Linked DNA regions of Urocitellus parryii: region 2 is linked to region 1. A link is a contact called in public Hi-C data. All regions are on one chromosome and are shown on one strand. Each heading gives the region's core, a stretch centred on a gene start, on an enhancer-like site or on the middle of the called end of the contact. The rest is flanking DNA. Distances are from core to core; before and after follow the strand shown. Region 1 holds the start of Cebpe (CCAAT enhancer binding protein epsilon). Region 2 holds the start of Cmtm5 (CKLF like MARVEL transmembrane domain containing 5).

Region 1 (6,423 bases), core at 2,461-4,960:
CAGTCAACTGGCTGAATGAGCTTCAGGAGGCTCTTATCCTCTCTGGCCCTCACTGCTTTATCTATAAAATGTGGCTCACACTATCTTGCTTGTCTGAGGGCAAAGCTCACCAAATATCTATTGAGGTCTTTTCTAGCATCTCTTAAAATCTGTGATTTTGCCTGGCATGGTAGTGCACGCCTATAATCCCAGTGACTCAGGAGGCTGAAGCAGGAGGATCACAAGTTGGAGGTCAGCTTCAGGAACTTAGCAAGGACCTGTCTCAAAATAAAACATAAAAAGGACTAGGATGTAGTTCAATGGTAGAGTGCCCCTGGGTTCAATCCCCAGAAGTAAAACCAAACCAAAAAAATGAAACTAAGCAAACAAAAAAGACTGCTGTGATTTTTTTAAAAAATAGTTTGTTATAGATGAACATGATATCTTTATTTATTTATTTTTTTATGTGGGGCTGAGAATTGAACCTAGTGTGTCACATGTGCTAGGAAAGTACTCTACCACTGAGCCACAACCCCAGCCCCAACTCTGTGATTTTTATGAAGCTACTTTTTTGGTACTAAGGATTGAACCCAGGGAACTTAACCTCTGAGTCTTAATAGTTGGCACTTGTCACTACCCTCAAGTATATTCAGTGAAGGTGGGCACATCCCCAGAACTTTTCATTTTTTATTTTGAGACAGGGTCTTGATAAATTGCTTAGGGCCTTGTTTAACTGCTGAGGCTGGCTTTGTATTTTCAATCCTTCTGCCTTAAGATGTGTGCCATGGTGCCCAACTATGGAGCTAAATTAGATTCTGCCTCTAAACAGTCCCATGATTCTTGGTAATTTCCTTCCCCTCTCCGAGGCCTCAGTTTCCTTATCTGTAAAATGAGAATTTTACAGTTAACTTTCAGTTATAGCAATGTGGAATCATGACAACTATTCATGCTTATGATATGCCAGTCCCTGTTTTTTATAGGTACACATCTGAAATCCTAGCTACTGAGGAGGCTGAGGAAGGAGGACCACAGATTCAAGGCCAGCTTCAGCAACTTAGTGAGACCCTGTCTCAAAGTAAAAAAATAAAAAGGACTGGGGATGAAGCTTAGTGGTAGAGTGCCCCTAGTTCCATCCCCAGTACTGACTATGAGATGGGCACCAAAATTACTCCCATTTTGCAGATGAAAAAGCTGAGGCAGAGAAAGGAGAAGTAAATGGTTCAATGTCACACCACCAGTAAATAGCAGAGGGAGATGCAAACTGAGGCTCTTAATTACTGCACTCTTCTGCCTCCAAGGCTTTAATTCTGTGAAAAAGAAACTGCTTTAAATGTGGGTGTTTACTGGCACAGGCACACTGTCCTCCTCCTCCTCATTATCAATGCTCACATACAAATCAAGTCTCCCAGTTGAGCCTTTCCCAGGTGATAACTGATTCCTCTCCCAAACACTTAGATTCTCCACTTTTAGGGAACCAGAGCCCCTAAAATAGCGGTAAAGGATAAAGATGGAAGTAGGTAGGTGGAAACAGTGGTGAGGGATGTCACCATTGACAATGGTGAGGCTATCAAACTGAAGAGAAGATACAGAGTGCTGGATCAAGAGCTAAAGGACCATAAATATCGCAGAGCCATCAGGAATTTTCCTTGATCACCTAGGGCAGGAGCTTTCAGACTATACCTTCAGGCGAGAGCAGGCTAGCACAGAGACTGTATGGTGCTGAAATTGCCCTACCAATTCTAGGGCTCTGTCAGCAAAGTATCCAGAGTTGCACCAGGTTGTGTGTGTATGGTGTGGGGAGCCTCCCTTCTGCTTGCAGAAGGACAGAGTGGGGTAGCTAGGGGCAGGGACAGCAAGTTCAAGGGAGAGAAGAGCAAAGTGACAGACCTATGATCTGGCTGTGTGGTAGTTGGGAGAGAGCTATAAGAGACAAGACTTATGTAGACCCAGGCACACGGCATTACCTGGCCTCAGGGTCCCCTGTGCTAAACATGTGCATGCACATGAAAACACATGTGCACACGCGTGCACACAACACACACACACACACACACAAACAGGCCCAGGCCCAGGCCCAGTGAACAACCCCAGCAGCAAATCACAGTGCAATTTATTCAGAATCATTATGGGTCCTGCCTTCCTTAGCCATCAGCTGCCATTGTCAATGGTCTTGGATTTGGTCTGTGAAGGTCTAGGGTCCCAGCAGAGTAAAGATCTCCAGGGTCAAGCCAGGGGTCTAGTGCCCACAGTCCACCAGTCAGATTCAGCTGCAGCCCCCTACACCCTTGATGAGGTTGGCAGCCTCAGGGATCTGGCGAAAGAGGTTGCGAAGGGTGTCCAGCTCCTGGGTGAGCTGCTCAACACGGCTGCGCAGGCGCTCATTTTCCGCCATGTACTCCAACACCTTCTGTTGTGTCTCTAAAATCCGCCTCTTGGCCTTGTCCCGGCTCTTGCGCACTGCGATGTTGTTGCGTTCCCGCCGCAGCCTATACTCCAGGCTGTCTTTATTCACTGCTTTCTTGCCCTTGTGCGAGGGGCCGGCTGGAGAGGGCGCCTTGAGAAGGGGACTGCAGGGGGGCGCGGCAGCAGCCAGAGGGGCCTGGAGGGGAAGGCACAAAGGTATGGAGTGATGAGGGCTGACCAAGAGGTCAAGTGGAGACAAGTAGGAATCTCAGCAGCGGGGCTGGGGGGATCCCTTGGGGGCGTCAAAGAAATCTAGGGTTCTGAGCCAGCTCCTGTTTTCAAGATAGACCTGTCATTGCCCTGCCTTGGTGAAAGAAAGTAACCCAGATGCAAAGGGTCCTCTCCCTCACACCAAAAATCCCTTTTATGCTCTCACACTCTCCAAGGACACTTTTCCTCCATTTATCTGTGGTGAGGCTCTTGTACAATCGACAGGCATTTCCTCTTCAGAAGCGGGAGGCAGAGAAACAAGAAGAGGGGCATGGTGGGCAACAGGGAAGCTGGCAAGGGGTCTGACATCAGCTAAGATCAGCCAGCCACGGGGATTTCAGGACAGAATGGAGTTCAGGGTGAGAGTGAGTTCACAGAGAAGGAAAGAGTGGGCTCATGGTCTGGTAGTGAGCACAAAGAACCTTGGGTGAGTCCATTTCACAGAGCAACACCAAACACAGACTCAGCATAAGCAATGGTCTCATAATTCCCCCCTCCACATAGCCTTGCTGCAGCCCCTGGGTAGCAGGGAAAACTGGTTGCTCTTACCTTGAGGACACGCAGGGGCTGGCCGGGTGCTGCCAGGGTTGGGGGCAGGTGCATGGCTGTCTGCCCACAGTGTGCCACTTGGTACTGCAGGGGATTGTAGCTGCCTCGACTAATGCCTCGGCTACCCTCTGGCCCCCGAGGCTCCTCCTTCACGGCCACAGCCCTGGGGTCGTAGTTCCCTGGGCTGCTGTAGATGCCAGGTCCCAACGCCTTCCTATCTGGGCCGAAGGTATGTGGGGGATAGGCGAAGGGTCGCGGGTCAGGCGGCAGGTAGTGGGGAAAGGCAGGAGTTCCAGGGACCTTAAGGCCTCGGGTCTCAGGCGCTGGCTTCATGGCAAAGAGGTCGGAGAGTAGTTGTTCCTCCCCAGACTCGATGTAGGCAGAGAGGTCGATGGAGGCCTCATGCTCACACATGTCCCCCAGCTCCCCAGGCCCGGCTCGGCCCTCTGAGAACTCAAGTGGCTGATGGCCACCCCGGGGCTCACACTCATAGTAGGTCCCGTGGGACATGGCCGGCCCGCCCCTTTGGCTCCCCGCCCCTGGGCCCTGCTCTTGGGGCACCCCTTAGGATGCTTAGCTTGCCTTCTGTCGATCTCCCCCTGCCCTAGATCTGCCCTCTCTGGTCTACTCTGTCACCCACTCATGTGCTGCTTCTCTCCTCTCTCCTCTGCTCTGCTTCCTTTTCCTTCCTCTGCAGTCAATGCCTCTCTTCTCTTCCCTTTTTTCCCCCTCTCTCTCCCGGGGGTGACTTAGGGAGGGGCTGGGCACACCCCAGAGGGAGGGATGCAGGCCTTTGAGAAAGGGGGGCCCCTGACCTAGTTAACAGCTGGAGCACTTTGGTGAGGTCCAAGCCAGGTCTGGAGATGCACAGGAGCAGAGGTTTTGGAAATACCTCCACTCCCTTGAGCCCAGGGATTCCAAATCCTTGCTGAGGATTCCAAATCCACACCTCACTCTGAACGTCCTCCTCCTTCCCAACTGTGCAGAATGAGGTGCCAGTTCAGAGTGAATAGAGAAAGCTCTCTTCCAGTGCCGACCCCCAGCTTGGTCTGAACTCCTCCTTTGACACGCCTTCCTCTTGGTCCCCCCTCCAGAGCTGAGCTCCACCTACTCTGGGGGACAGTTGTTCCTTTTGTAGCCCCACCTCCCAGACCATTCTTCTGAGTGTTGGCCTGGAGGTGTTGTTTGAGGGGTATTGGAAGTAGTGATAGATCCTGGAAACAAGCTATGCACAGAGGTCTGTTGCAGAGTGTGGTCATTTGCTAGGTTTATGCATAGGGTCTGTGCAATAGCCCAAACACTAACATGTTTCCAGCTCTCACTACCTCTAGCAGTCTGGCATAGTCCCTGACTGCCTGGGAACAACTGAGGTGCCTGGTCAGGACTTGGGCCCTGCACCCCAAGACTGGGGGGCCACTGCCCCCAGAACTTACAGACATGCTCCTCGGGTGGCTTCAGCACATCTCTCTTCCAACTGCCCTGCATTGCAAAGATTCAGGCTGGCATTTTGCCCCCCACTTTGGGCCTGAGGCTCTGCCCCCGACTTCCTGTGCCCTGGGCTGCCAGCTCAGGAGCTCGCTGCAGCTCAGTTTGCTGTCTTTCCTTTTGCATGGCCGTTTTCTGACCTCCAGCATGTGTCTCTTGGGTCCACTTCCTCTTGGAGGCTTGAGACGCCTTCTCTTTTGTCATTACCTCTTCCTGGGGCTCTGTTTCAGAGTCTTTAGGAGAAGCCCATAGCTCCCTCTTTGCATTTCTTGATATTGTGCTGTCCTCCAGCTTTCTTTTTCTCTTTCCTTTGGGAACTCTCCACTCTGGCATGTTGGAGACACCTGCTATGGCCCTCCTTTCACCTGTGAAGCTTCATCTTCAAAAGGGGCCCAGGTACAGTGAAAAGAAAAGGACACATAAGAAATATGTTACTGGCCCTTTTATTACCAGCAAGTGCTATAGTGTCTTGGGGTTGGTGGGGGGCAGTGCAGAAGTTTTTATAGGCTGGGTCACTATGAGTGTGCCACAGTAGGGCACATATGGATGGGCTACATGTCACATTTGCCAAGTCTTGATAACATCCTCCTTCCCATCCTCCCTACTCCACACCTGTCCCAGGTGCTTTTTTGTGTAGTTTGAAGTATGGACAGATATTCTTTATCATCAAGTCCTGACCTGGCATGCTCCTAGATACAGATCTCAGAAAATAGATAGGAGATTTTTCTTCATTTCAAAGGACGCCAGCCAAAAGAGGTACCAAAGCCAAGTGACTTCAATTTGGTGGCAGTGCCTGAATTGACCACTAGGTGGCAATATTGGCACAAAATTGTGGATTTGGGAGTCTGCGGTTGTTTGGAATCAGGTGGACTGCAGAGGGCAGCCTTTCTCAGCCCTGGCACTGGCCAAGACTGTTCAACATTGGGAAGAGGAGGAAAAGGGGCAGGGATGGGGGGCTCGCAGTCAGGTTACCAGGATGAGGGCTTGCTGGGAGCAATGGTGCCAGTGTTTGTCTCAAGGAGGAAAATTTCTACCCTCTCTCTGACTTTGAAATAATACTAATGGTTAGGGCTTGTATTTTCTGACAAATTATGCTTTTTTGGTGATTGAAACATTCCCTTTTTCCATGCTGACCATTTTGCTGTTGTTAAGTAGGAAGGAAGGCAAGGCAAGCAGTATTTTTATTCTTGCTTTATCAAGAAGGAAAACAAGACTGAGCTGCCCAAGGTCATGTGAGGATGCCTTACTGATTTCAGAAAGGGTCTTGGGCTTGTAAGTGAGATGGCCTGGGGCCAAAGGGATGGGGAAAAGGTTGCTGTGTGACTCAGTACCTCCTTCACCCGCCTTGGGCCACCACAGGGAGGGAGAAGTCAGCGTCAGCAGCAGTGAAGTGGGTGCTGGAGGAAGTAGGGTGGTGTGTGTGTGCAAATAGAGCCTGCAGGAAATGAGAAAGTCAAAGCTTGGGCCATGGTGAGATAAGGGATCTTAGCCCCTGGCCTCCCTGGTGGGTGCTGACGTTACCTGCACACTGCCATCAGTGTTGCCCAGTAACGGGGACAGCTGTGCTCCTGACATCAGGGCCAGGGAGGGGGCTCCTGACAGGATAGGATAGGAGTGAGGTGGGAGGGCAGTGCCTATCAAGGGCCCCTCGGGGATTCTTGCTCAGGAGTGGAAAATTTTCTTTTCAGGGCAGCAAGATAATTTTCTTTTCATTGCTGCATCTGCTACCTGTTTGGA
Region 2 (5,869 bases), core at 519-3,018, 220 kb after region 1:
AGGTTGGACAGAGACTTGAACCGGCTCCCTCAGGATCTGTATCACGCCCGTTGCCTGTGTCCACACTGCGTCAGCCTACAGACGGGCTCTCACATGGACCCCCTGGGCAACTCGGAGCTGCTCTACCACAACCAGACCGTCTTCTACCGGCGTCCATGCCATGGTGAAAGGGGCACCCACCATGGCTACTGCCTGGAGCGTAGGCTCTACCGCGTCTCCTTGGCTTGTGTGTGTGTACGGCCCCGTGTGATGGCCTAGTCATGCCTGCCACTACCTGAAGCCAGACCCTTATCTGTAAGACTGCAGCCAGGTGCACAACCATCTTGCCATGGTAGGCCAAGATACCCACATGCTTGGTCCCTCCGAAGCACCACCTGCATCAGCAAGCTCCTCGGACAGGACGGAGGCCTTGGGGAGAACACACACTTTGGCACTTTTTTTTTTTTTGCACTTTTTTTTTTGGAGGTGCTGGGGATTGAACCCAGGGCCTCGTGCATGCGAGGCAAGCAGTCTACCAACTGAGCTATATCCCCAGCCCTCCACTTTAGCACTTTTTTGGAAGCACTTTTGGAAGGGAGCAACTGCAGCTTGTGGCTGCTGGAATCTATTGTCCTGGCATTTCCTTTCAGAAAAGGCCTTCAAAGCTCTGCCCATTTCTGGAGGCCACACTCCTGACTCTTCTTATCCTCCCAACTCCAGCTGCCCTGGCCCAGCACAGGAACTTTCTTCATATTTGCCCTGTTGCCCCTCATTTCATTTGTTTGTTCATTCATTCATTCATTCATCAAACACTCAGTGATCATCTACTTTGCACATGTCCTAGTGTAGTTACAAGTCCTTTGACATGGATCATTCTGAGGAGGAAGCTGTTATTGAATGTGGAGAGATTTATCCAAATAAATATCTGTATTTAAAAATGACCTAATTTGTCTTTGGCATCCATGGTGCCCGAACATCCCACGGCCCTCAGCCCACCACCTCCTCCTTCCTACCACCAGCCCTCACCTACTGCCCGCCCTGCCAGCTCTCCATGCCATGCAGTTTCTGTTGCACTCTCCCATCCCTTTCACTCTCTGGCTCCCTGACCCAGCCCTGAACACCAGGGAAGGGTCAGACCTCCTCCTGCCATGCTGGAGAGACAGAGGCCCATTGAGGCACTGCAGCAGGCATACAGCGCCCCCTTGTCTCCCCAACAATCTGCCTTTGTCCTCTGCTGCAGCTTGGTCCTGAGGGTGCTGCTTGGGCTGGGCTCCAGCTCTCACCCTCCTTAAAAGGAAAAGGGAGAAAGGACCAGCCAAGGAAGAGGGTTAAGGTTATAGGAGGGGGAAATAAACTTATTCAGGCTTAGGTCAAAGAGGTGTTGTGGGGTGTCTTACTCTTGCCCCTGTCTAATGCTTACTCCCAGCTCCTGTAGTTTCTTTCTGATCTCCTTCTGTCTTCCTTCTCCCCTTTTCCAGGCTGGGTTGGGCTCCCAGTAAGGGGAGGGGTTGGCCACGCCTCTCAGCCCTCCCAGCGTCCTCCTAGGGGGCTGGTGCAGGCAACAGCAGAGGCTCTCTGGGCAGCCTGGTGAAGGCCCATCTGGGAGGCCTCCCCAGCGGCTGCCTTTTCCTGGGCCCCCAGCAGACCTCTCTGCTTCACTTTCAGGTTTATCCAAGTGGCTTCTTGCTCCTGTCTGCTTTCTCATCCTGCCAGGTTTCTGGGTCCCTTCCTGGGCTGGTGGCAGTGTGTGGGTGGGTGGGTGGGGCAGTGCCCAGTGGTCCCCACGGAGATGTTCAGTGCTTGGAATCGCCGGGACCGGCCCCCTGAGGAGGGGGCAGCTGCAGAGCTCCAGGGCTTCGCTGTGGACAAGACCTTCTTCTCTTCTCTCAAAGGCATCCTACTGGAAACTGAGCTGGTAACAGCTGCCTCCCCAATCTGGTGCTTCTGTCTCCCCCATCCCCAGCTCCCTGTCCCACCAGCCCTGAGCTGGGTTCCCAGGTTCACAGCCCAGCAATTCTCTTTTCGAGCTTCTCCCGTCTCCAGCTGCACCTTCTTCATCTCCTGCTCAGCTTTCTTGCTGCCTCTCCATTTGGAGCAGGTTTCAGTTGCAGCAGGATGGGTTGAAGTTAGACAAAAGGGCAGCTTCCTGGGACGTGGAGGGATTGGACATAGGGATAGGACAGGGATAAAAAGCTGGCTTGTCTTTTCCCAGCCTCCAGGGTGACCACTTGTTGGCATGCCTAAGAAACCCAACTACCAAAAAGGGCAGATTTCCTACAGCTCTGCTTTATCTGCTGGCTGCTGCCCATGAACATCTATTTTCAGGAAGACTCTTCCCCCAGTTCCTTAGCAAGGCCTCTGCCTCTCTGTCATCCTGTTTATCTAGGGAGCACCTGCCTTCTAAGCCTTCTCTTTTGGTGTGGAATAAAGGCTCTGGTTCTCATTAGAGAAGTTTAGGACATCTGAGAGTGGAAAGAGCCTTGTGGGCCAGGGGCCACCTCCTGAGGTGCAGGGCCTTTGTGGGCTCAACTCCAGGGGCCTACTGTGTACTCCTGGGGGACATCACTCTAGAGGATCACCATAGGCTCATACTCCCTGGAGCTGTGCAGCTTGGCCTAACTGCTGGGGTTACTGGGGTCCCTGGGGCTAGAGATGGCCCTCTACGGTCAAATGCCTGGAATGGTGTCCCCGACACCAGGAACGGGAGACATGCCAGAGCTCTTCCTTATCCTCTCCAAGGATGGGAGGTGGGTGCCAGCCTGTGGGGTTCCTGAGGAGGGAAAGGCCAAGGTCAGGCCTGTGCATGTGTCCCCTTCCTGGCTAGATCTCCACACTCGGTCCTGCAGGCCCTGACCTTCATCATCTTCATCTGCTTCACGGCCTCCATCTCCGCCTATATGGCCGCGGCATTGCTGGAGTTCCTCATCACGCTCACTTTCCTCTTCTTCTACGCCACCCAGTACTACCAGCGCTTCGACCAGCTTAACTGGCCCTGTCTGGTGAGGAACCCTGCCTCCCTCACCCCATCTTGGTCCATCCTTCTATCCAATTGCTGAATTTTCCTCTCTTCTCCCAGTTCCCCTCCACTTCCACACCCCAGCTGGGCTTTGTCCCAGGTTATGCCCTGTATTCCACACTGTGCTTTTACCCAGACAGATTTCACAGCTACAGGGTCCCTGCGAACAAGGAGGATAGACATCCCTTAAGTCTGCCCTCCCACTCACCAGAGGCCCAGCCTCAGCCCTGCCCTGCCTGGGCCTGCAGGCTGGGAAGCTCAGCCACTGGCTTGGACTGACTCTGCCCAGTCCTTGGCTGCTGTGGACTCTGTTCTTATTCCCTGGATAGCATTGTGAGCTCTCTTGAAAGTGTCCAGGGCCATCCCTATATAGAAATTCAGGGTCCCCGAGGGTCAGGCTGCTGACTAGCCTGGGAAACCTCTGGGTGATTTCTCCCTGCCTTCTGACATCCCTGGCTCCCCAGGACTTCCTCCGCTGCGTCAGTGCCATCATCATCTTCCTCGTGGTCTCCTTTGCTGCTGTGACCTCCAGGGAAGGGGCTGCCATTGCTGCTTTCGTGAGTCCAGTCCTGTGGGGCACTCTGGTTCCTTAGGACCTCTGGCTGATGCTTGGACACTTCTTGTGTCCAAAGTGGAAGCCAATGCCTGGGATCTGGCTCACCCCTCTCCCTGTACATCCACCTCCCTCTCTCTTGGTCCAATGGCTCAATAGCCTCTGCTGTGCCATGTTGACCTTCCTCCCACAGGTGTTTGGTATCATCCTGGTATCGGTCTTTGCCTACGATGCCTTGAAGATCTACCGGACTGAGATGGCACCCAGAGCCACCCAGGGTGAGTCTGCTCCCTGAGATGCCCCTATCCCCACCCTAGCTGCCCCAGCCTGACATGGCTTCCATGCCTGGTTCCATCTTCACAGGGACTCAGCAGTGACTCCTGGGCTGTCTCCCAAGCCCACCCAGACACAGGGAACCATGAAGCCCAGATATGTCTCCTTTGGATTCATTGACCCCCTGGCCACCATCCCCCACACCAGGTCTACAGAGGCGTCTGCCCAAGAAGTCAGTGGGGATGTATCTGTGGAGCCTGGTGCCCTGAGCCTGGCTCCTGATGAGGTTCTGTCCAGAGGAGGAGGGGGAAGAGGGGAGGGAAGGAAACTGGGCTCCCAAATTAAAAGATTCAAATCCTACTATTGAGTCTTCTTGTTCCCCAGAAATTAAGGCAGATTAGGAATGCCAAGTAGTATTCATGGGAATGTTGCCTGGAGCAGGCCATGATCCCTATCTGAGACCAGGTCCAAGCAGTGAGGAGGTGGGAGCCAGCCTGAAGAAGCTAAAGACATTCACCAAAGCAAAAAATGCCCCACAGCCTGAGGTAGCAGAGGGAGAGATTTCTGAAATGCTGTGCTCAAGGCCACTCTGTTGTGTGCCTGGTGACTGGGCACCTGGAGTTCTGAGTCCTGATGTGAGGAAGTACCCCCTATCTACGTGTGCTCACCTCAGTAGGCTTGAGCCGAGGTGCTTGCCCCGGGCTTGTGTAGAGCTCCCCCTTGTGGTTTGGGGAGGACCTGGCCGGCAGGCGGCAGGGAAGAGGGCAGTCAGGGGCTTTATAAGAAGAAATTCACAAAATGCTGGCAGTAGAAGAGCTCTTAGATATCAGCAGGTCAATACCCTCATTCTACATAAGTGAAAATTGGGGCTCAGGAGAAGTGACCTACTGATTTGTTGACAGAACTAGGGCTAGAAGCCAGCTGTCCTAACACCTAGACAGGTGTTCTAGATACAGTATGATATGAAGCTCCCTTGTAGCTCTGAAAATAATAGACCAGCCTCATCTGCAGCTCTCTCCACCAATGGGCCCTCTGTCTCAGCTTGCTGGTTCCTCAGAGCACATTTCCTGAGTGCTTTTTGTCCCTGTGCTGTGTATCAGGCATTCAGATGTGAAGCCTTGTCCATGAGCCCTCACAGATTGGGAGACAGGCTGGTGGAGGGCTTCCCACAATGAAAGGTATGGGAGAGCTCAGCTCTAAGAGTTTGGAGCAGCACCCACAGCCTGGGAATCAGCCTGGCCTGGTCCATGGAGTTCAGTGCAGCCAGGATTTCCCTGCCCAGTCTAAGACAGGGCCCAGCTCAGTGGCTGCAATCAGCTGACTTGCTGTTCCCTATCCTGAGTGCTTGATTGTTCCTGTTATGAAATGCCTTCTTTTATCTTTTGGGGTGCTCCTTACAGTTGTAGGCCCCAGTCCCCAAGCCCTGCCTGGACCTTGGATCTTGAGCTCTGGGGTGGTGCTCTGCTTCCTGGGTCCTGCCCACTCCTCTCTTGGATTGACTTTTCCTGCCTCCTGTTTTCTGTTCTCCTATCCTTTTGCCCTGGCTCCTCATCAGATCTGACAGCCTCTCCTGGCAGGTTCTCCAAGTCTAGAACCAACTGGATTTTGTTTTCCTGGATTCTGCTCACAGCTCTCTGGTTTTATGTATAATTAATTCTCAAGACGAGGTGGCTGACCTGGCAGGAATGTGATTGGATGGGCACCACCTGAAAGGAGGGATAGAAGAAGATCAACTAGTGGAGTTGGGGAGCGGGGTGCCAGGTAAAAGAATAAGAAGGTAGTCTGGAGAGCCTCGTCAAAAAGTCCAGTGGAGGGTAGAGCTTTACTTTGAGCAAAAGGAAGTTAAACCAGCTGAACCCTGAGCAACTATGTGACTGGTCCTCAGTAAAAGCTCAGAGACAGGAGAACCTTGCTCAATGGTGAGTGACTGTGTATGCCTCTGTGCTTGTCCATGTCTGTGTGACAGTAAAAATGGATGAGCATTGCCACACTTCATCCACCCTGCATACTGAATGGGCTCAGCATTGGCTGGCCCTGGAGTCCTGGGA

Evidence for each region. Hi-C and Micro-C count contacts between places; a contact is called where the count stands out from the background.
Region 2: a Hi-C map of liver shows a contact between it and region 1, with 9 times the contacts expected there. The contact joins the promoter of Cmtm5 here to the promoter of Cebpe in region 1. A contact is called at or near these places in 2 of 2 Hi-C or Micro-C datasets (liver and muscle).

Annotation. Positions count from the first base shown.
Region 1 is chr6:36,254,351-36,260,773 of mUroPar1.hap1, forward strand. Cebpe (CCAAT enhancer binding protein epsilon) reads right to left here and starts at 3,711. Exons shown (of 2, transcript XM_026406053.2): 1 at 3,202-3,711; 2 at 2,219-2,578. The coding sequence starts at 3,711. The coding sequence ends at 2,243. The region is part of intron 2 of Rnf212b (ring finger protein 212B); the gene reads left to right.
Region 2 is chr6:36,473,564-36,479,432 of mUroPar1.hap1, forward strand. It overlaps Cmtm5 (CKLF like MARVEL transmembrane domain containing 5), which reads left to right and starts at 1,769. Exons shown (of 5, transcript XM_026406060.1): 1 at 1,769-1,894; 2 at 2,826-2,978; 3 at 3,460-3,552; 4 at 3,742-3,826; 5 at 3,912-3,988. The coding sequence starts at 1,769. The coding sequence ends at 3,925. It overlaps Trnaa-cgc (transfer RNA alanine (anticodon CGC)), which reads right to left and starts at 533; the gene lies at 461-533. Il25 (interleukin 25) reads left to right here. Exons shown (of 3, transcript XM_026406041.1): 3 at 3-258. The coding sequence ends at 258.